2 separate regions of the Salmo salar genome follow, and region 1 is linked to region 2. Evidence: chromatin contacts called from public Hi-C data. All regions are on one chromosome and are shown on one strand. The core of a region is the stretch at or near the end of the contact, and the rest is flanking DNA. Distances in the headings are between cores, read along the strand shown. Region 1 holds the start of LOC106608676 (DNA-directed RNA polymerase II subunit RPB1-like). Region 2 overlaps LOC106608678 (zinc finger and BTB domain-containing protein 38).

Region 1 (3,637 bases), core at 444-2,943, 33 kb after region 2:
ACTATCGTAACTATCAAAACTAACAAACTCCATGCCATCCCTCTTTCTATGAATTTATAGACTTAGCTAACGTATTTATACAACTGACCAACAGGGTAGCTAGTGACTGAGGTTGGCTAGTTAACTAGCGTTACCTGGTCGCTCTGGGTGCCATTTTGCTTGCAACTAGTTAGGTATATTAGCCTGATGTTTTCCTTTTAAAAATGAAACACTAGTTAGCTAGCCAATGCGCCTCTATTGTACTCGGTGACATTTAAACAAAAATCAGCGCTAAAATAATATCAAATATTTATTGCTCATTTTCCATCGTTAGTTAGACAGCCTATTCAATGGCGGGTTTTTACAGTGCCCACAAAGGGGTAACGACGTTAGATGGCTGGCTAGCAACTAACATTAGCTACATCGTGCTAACTACTTAGCCAGGGGTAGGCAACCCTGGTACTGGAGTGCCGACCTTGGAAATCAAGAGTGTTGAATTTGGGCAATCGCCGAAATTACCAATTAGTTGTTGGTCAGGTGTGGTGCCTAATTGGAACAAACTCTTGTTTTCTGCGGCACTCCAGGAACAGGGCTATTGACCCCTGATTTAGGCTAACGTGTAGGTAACTGTGTTATATATACACTTTTTTTTTAAAGCTGAACATTTGAACACTAACCAAACATTCTAGTACAACTATGTGGAAATCTGATTTTACATAGACTTTGGCTTGCTAACTGGCAAGACACTTACCGCCAAAGCCAAGCTGTCACTTCGTTTTAGACGTGGCCTTCCAATCTCGTCCCTATTTCAGAATATAAATGAAATGTCCATAACATTAACAAATTTTGCTCTAAAAACGAGTATTTCAAGCTTTCCCGTTTTAATTATGGTAAAGTCTTTCACCGTTATTATATTAAACACCGCAGGCTTTTGTCGGATTTTCCCAGTTGACTTACTTAAAATAACACTGATCACGCCGGCATGGTTTCCACTTGAGACCGAGGATTCTCGCGTAGTCCCGTAAAAAAAATTGTTTTGTTGTAAAGTAACAGTAACTTCGACATCTTCTTAAAAAAGTAAGAAAAATAACTAGTTTTAACTGATTTAAAAATAATAATACTAAGCGAAAAAAACACTTTAAATATGACTTTGATTTCCGAAAGGTCGAGGTAGGCCTCGCGAACGAGCTTCTTTTCCAAGAGTTGTTGCCGATCCAGAGCGAGACGAACGAGACAACGCGGATTTTTTTAATTTTGCTTAGAGAGGAAAAAATAAGAATCGGTGAAGTTCGGCAAAAATCGGAAGTAAGGCGGGTTTTTCCAACGCCATCGTATATCTATAGCCATTGGTTAATCTCTGTGTATTAATGTATATTAATGACATAATTGACCAACCACACTGCATTTTATTGAATATTTATAGAACTACAACCATATTTACATTGTAGCCCCGCCTCTGCTCTGTTCTGACCAATGGTGAGCATTTCAATCAATTTAGTGCCTGCCTTATGTTTCAATTGGTTAAAGAAGAAAACGTAAGCTACAATTGGTCATGCGTCTTATGAAATGTATTATTCATGTTATGATCTTGTGTAGCCAATTAACGTTTTACTACACAGATCCATAACCCGCCTCCTGACTGTTCAGCCCCTGCTTCGTTGAGTGTGTCAACCTGTACCAAAGTATCCAGTCTATATAAACACGCGTTGGCTGCTTTCAAACTCAGATGCGCGTAGAGCGCACTGGAGTGTAGATCAGGAAAAGGGAGGGGACAGCTGGTAGCCATAGTGGATAGGAGTAAAACGTAAATAAATAGACTCCAAGGGCAATAACCAACGTGGGTCTTCGTGATATCGCCTTCGGAGACATTCCGGTCACCGTTGGCGGCCTGGCCAGAGTCCTGGTGGCATTTAAAGCTGTTCTTTCTTACAAAAGCGGCGTGCCGAGGGAGGACGCTTCTCTTTGAATAGACAGGATGCACGGACCGCCCTCCGGCGACAGCGCATGCCCATTGCGCCTCATCAAGAGAGTGCAATTCGGCATCATCAGCCCAGATGAGCTTGTAGGTTTTGCTTTGGGGTGGGGGGATTCGTTTACTTTATGAACGTTCTCACATTGATCTTAACTGTACATGATAATACCTAGAATGTATTATGACAATGAAATGGATGTAGCAAGTCGTTTGCAGATAGCCTAGCTAGCTAAGCCATGTTGGAGCTTGAGCTAGCAACAGCATTTTTGTAGGAAGTTCGACCAACTTTCAGCACACACACAGTATTATTCATCTGAGCTAAGCCATATCATGAATCAAACTCCCTTTTTATATTGAAAGTTCTAAATGTAAACAAAGACCATTTTTAGCTACTTTTACTGAACTTGGCTATTTTGCACTACTATATTGGTGTTCCCTAAAAGTTAAATGCACAAACATTAGCAAGCCTAGATGTTCCGTCTTGTTATGACCTACAATATATGTGGGAGCTACATCGTAATAAAAGGTCACGTCAATAAAGTCAAAGTTATGCATGTTTTCTTTGTTTCATTATTAGTTTGGTATAATAGAATACATTGCTTACACAGTCCTTAATCATTGCATTGTCAATTTCCTCGCCTCCAATTGATTTTCATCTAATGAGTTGGTCCTCACACAAGTGATTTGTCAGATAGTACCAATATTGGTTTAGAAATGCAACTGATCGAAGTGTAGCACCATGTTCTAATTGAAGTGTAGGTACTGTCCATATCTTGATTCATTTACTGATTTTGTAGCAGTTATTTATTTGAATTCGTCTCCCGTGTGGCCTGTAAGAGGTTGGTTTGAGAAATATGTAAGCCATTTTCCAATGTCTGCGTAAACTTGTGACAGCTTTACTGTTTTGTGTATGTACTTGGGCTATTCATGTTTTGGAACCGGATTTGATGTTGACCATGGATGTGTCACTCTAGAAACGGATGTCGGTCACAGAAGGGGGAATCAAGTACCCCGAGACCACAGAAGGAGGACGTCCTAAACTTGGTGGGCTGATGGACCCCAGACAAGGGGTCATCGAACGATCCGGAAGGTGTCAAACGTGTGCAGGTACCAAAAGTTACCAGGCAGTCAATTTTCATCTCAATGATAATAAAACACTTGTTTTGAATTTGATAGTCATTTTTTTAAATTATTATTCTCAAACCCAAACAGTTGTGGCGAAGGTTAGGTCACCACTACCGTATTGGAATGTCATCAAAGCGTTGTTGTTTTTGCTATTCAGGCAACATGACAGAATGCCCGGGCCACTTCGGCCACATAGAGCTGGCAAAGCCTGTCTTCCACGTGGGCTTCGTCAACAAGATCATGAAGGTCCTCCGATGTGTCTGCTACTCGTGCTCCAAGCTTCTGGTCGACACGGTCAGTAACCCTCCGTTCCTAACTCATATCACTACCTACAGTGCAGCTACGCTACCTATATGTAACATGTACTAATCCGCTCCCGCATTCGATTCTCTTGTGAGGCTAACGGAAATTGACCAGCACTATACCTCCAAACATCTGCGCTGCACAGCATACACACAGAATATATAGCACTACATTAACTCCTGATATATCTAATTGATTGTCATTTTATGGGTATAAGCACTATGGAATAAATCGTGCTAATGATTGCATATTAGTTCT
Region 2 (3,535 bases), core at 234-2,733:
TATTTGTGGACTCTAAAAACTATGGCACAGTATTTACCTAAACATACACAATACCAAACTGTTTAGCCACGCCCCTAGAACTATGACCAGCTTCATAGCACACTAAACCACATGGTTTTTCTTCAAGTTATTTGCCATTTTGATCAATTCAGCCATATACCATTTACATTTCTTATGCCATAAAAAGGCACCTTGTCTGAAATCTGGAAGATCCTCACCATTTCAATACAGCTACGTTTAAATATATCAAAGCGGAGGCACAATTCATTTGAACTTACTAAACATACCGTAAATGTGTATATCATCACCAGAATTCACTCTTTATGTCTATTTGCAGACGTTTGGTCAATGATTGATTGCCATGATGGCAAAACTATGGCATAAGAAATGCTTTTTACAAAACACAAATATGTCCATATAGTGAAATGGCCTCAGATAGGTATAGTATGGAGAGAGTCTTTACAGCTGGGTAGGGAGGGGGGGGCTCTGGAATAAAACCACTGAAAAAGGCAACAACAAAAAATACAGGAGGTCCCTATACCCCGAGGGATATGCTGCATAGAAGCAGCTTTGTTTTGGTTTTCCTTTTTCACAGACACACACACACACACACACACACACACACACACACACACACACACACACACGAGACGCACAAAAGGCTTGTAACCACACCCAAGTGGAGGCCGCAAGCCCCTGCGGTTGGTCACGCTGTGTTTTCGTCCTCCTGCCCGAAACTAACAGCACAGCGGTGGCATCATACACACATACCCATTACACACTTCAAAGAGGTGGTGTAAAGTGTGTGTTTGTTTGGGGAGGAAGGGGGATAATTGGACAGCTCCCATACTGATTCTGAGAAATAAACGTGGCAGCTGCTCTTTTTGAAGGGGCTATACTCCGGAACAAATACAACCGAGACAAAACCGAGATTGAGAGCTGAGATAATGGGGGAAAAGGACAGGATGTGGAAGGAAAAAGAAACAAAGTTATGGAGAAGAGAAAGTGAGTGATTTTGGATACCTAGGAGGATATAAACTGTTAGGAAGCGAGTGTTGCTCATGCTTTAGTGGATACAGAACCCACGTTTCTTGACGTTCCTAGGACTGTACAGTATATATGCATACCAGACTTCATAACGGCTCTTTACACATGTTATTTTTCAAGTCAGAAAAACTGAAATCCATCTACCTTTAATGCATTTTGTACTTCAATAACCTCTTGACTAAAATTACATTCATATTTATAAGTGTACTCAAACCCCCTTTTGCTGAATCCACTTTTGTCTAGCTAGCAAAAGGGGGTAGAAAAAGTTAAACAAATCGAAAAATGTAGTGTAACACATAAATCACACAGAGAAAGACTCAGAACAGGAAAAAGTCCCACAGGATTCTGGGAAACTCAGAGCGGCACAGTGGATGCTGCTAATCGTCTCTGTGGGAGACGATTACGTCACCTCTCGCTTCTCTATCCCAGAGCGCAGAAGGAGGGAGGAGAGGAGCTATTGGAACACAAAAAGCTGTCTGAGACAAGCAGACCTCAGTGTGGCGTGATCTTACTGCGTCTTCCGACTCCATTCGCCTTGTCCTTTTCTATCTCCTTTCAGTAGAGGGGGAGGGGTCTTTTTGATTCTACATCAAGATGTAGGAAGCTCCGTTGAGGGGACTGACCTAGGTGCGCCCTGGCCTCTGTGTTTCTCTTTTAATCTCTCTCTTAGGATCACAGGAATTGCCCTGCCCTGATTCCATCTATGTATTTCCTTGTACACTCCCCCTCTCTTCAACACGGCCTGGCAAATGGAGTGGCTCTTTGGTGGACACCAGGGGGCATCAGGGGGAGGAAAAAGGCCACAAGAATAAAAAGGTTGACTGATTCTTGTTTTATTATTTTCAATCCTTGGAAGAAATGAGATGAGTACAAGGAGAACTGGAAGTGTATGGTCTACACTAGCCTATGATTGTCACCCAGTGGCCAGCTACAGTACATGTACATAACAGCTACAAGTGTCAAGTCTCCCCCCCCCCTGTTTCTAGGAATGTTTTCCAGCTGTTATGCACAAGGTAAAAACTAACATGAACCTCGAAGCAGACCTGGACTGAAAGTCATCTGGCCACTATGGTCTTAGGTTAGTGATCCGGACTGAAAGTCATCTGGCCACTATGGTCTTAGGTTAGTGACCCGGACTGAAAGTCATCTGGCCACTATGGTCTTAGGTTAGTGACCCAGACTGAAAGTCATCTGGCCACTATGGTCTTAGGTTAGTGACCCGGACTGAAAGTCATCTGGCCACTATGGTCTTAGGTTAGTGACCCAGACTGAAAGTCATCTGGCCACTATGGTCTTAGGTTAGTGACCCGGACTGAAAGTCATCTGGCCACTATGGTCTTAGGTTAGTGACCTGGACTGAAAGTCATCTGACCACTATGGTTACTGGAGGCAACATAAGCTCACAAGGTTGGTAATTGACGCAAATACAGATTCTACTCCAGGCAAAAGGTTCGCTAGAGTTGCTGCTTTGTGAACTGGAAATAGAGGAATTCCTTCTAATGCTTCTATGCACTGACCTATAATGCCTAGTCCATCCAGTGTTAGAATGTTGCTAACACCTCAGAACCCCATGGAGCGATCAGCACTCAGATGGCAGCCATACAGCCACACACACATCCACACACACATCCACACACACATCCACACACACATCCACGCCAAACAAACAGAAGCCCACCTCAGCATGCACAAACAGAATTCCTACATACTGTGCATGTTACCTGCTCATATAAAGCTCTCACAGACACTTGGAGCACAAGTTTACTAAAGCAATCACACATATCACACACTCACACAGTGTAATTTAATGCTCCGACTCCCACTGTGTCGAATTATGTCCTTTTTGGCTGATCCCTTCTGTCCCTAAAACAAAGCCTCCCCTGTATTTATTATGCGGTCAACAGAATGGGAAGCGGACCGAAACAAATGATTCGCAAAACACACCCTGTTAGCTGTTGTTATTCTTATATTATAGATATTGTCATAACAAGTTTGAGAGGACAATTAATCAAGCTCTAGAACTATTACTACTGAAAGACGTGAGAACAGAAACCAGAGGTGAATGGGAGAGCCAGAGGAAAGGAGAGGGGGATATCCGTCTCTAATGATGGATCTGTCTTTTTTCTCTCCTCCCTCTTACTTCACTCCCCCACTTCCCATCATCCCTCCTCCTGATTCAACGCTTTGGCTCTGATCGCTACTTTACAAAAGAGAGGCAGGGGACTGTGCAAGTGTACTCACTACAAAGGAGCCGATGGCACCCTTCCTTCTCCACTACAGGGACTGGTCGTCCACTTTGAAATATTCCTCAGATGTCGTTTCTTTATACACCTTCTACAACTTTCCGTTGCTGTTGTCCCGCTGTTTCTTGCTGCTGCCGCCGCTGCTGTTGTAGAGGCTGGGGTTACCCACTAGGTGGTGTGGCGCCATGCCAGCGTAGGGACCAGCTGCAGCAGCGTAGTTGAAGAGGGCAGGGAGGAAGGGCAAC

The links. Hi-C and Micro-C count contacts between places; a contact is called where the count stands out from the background.
Region 1: a Hi-C map of muscle shows a contact between it and region 2, with 4 times the contacts expected there. The contact joins the promoter of LOC106608676 here to the enhancer-like site in region 2. A contact is called at or near these places in 2 of 3 Hi-C or Micro-C datasets (gill and muscle).

What each region holds. Positions count from the first base shown.
Region 1 is chrssa07:15,227,596-15,231,232 of Ssal_v3.1, forward strand. It overlaps LOC106608676 (DNA-directed RNA polymerase II subunit RPB1-like), which reads left to right and starts at 1,694. Exons shown (of 32, transcript XM_014206776.2): 1 at 1,694-2,041; 2 at 2,926-3,058; 3 at 3,234-3,370. The coding sequence starts at 1,955. It overlaps LOC106608677 (a long non-coding RNA gene), which reads right to left and starts at 1,263. Exons shown (of 3, transcript XR_001329562.2): 1 at 937-1,263; 2 at 731-782.
Region 2 is chrssa07:15,194,803-15,198,337 of Ssal_v3.1, forward strand. LOC106608678 (zinc finger and BTB domain-containing protein 38) reads right to left here. Exons shown (of 2, transcript XM_014206777.2): 2 at 597-3,535. The coding sequence ends at 3,382. Among protein-coding and RNA genes, the nearest start is that of LOC106608682, 10 kb to the left of the region's middle. Within about 2 kb of position 1,484, at least 3 of the 13 cell types and tissues checked have an H3K27ac peak or open chromatin away from gene starts, as enhancers often do. A contact at or near this core is called in gill and muscle, where this site is marked.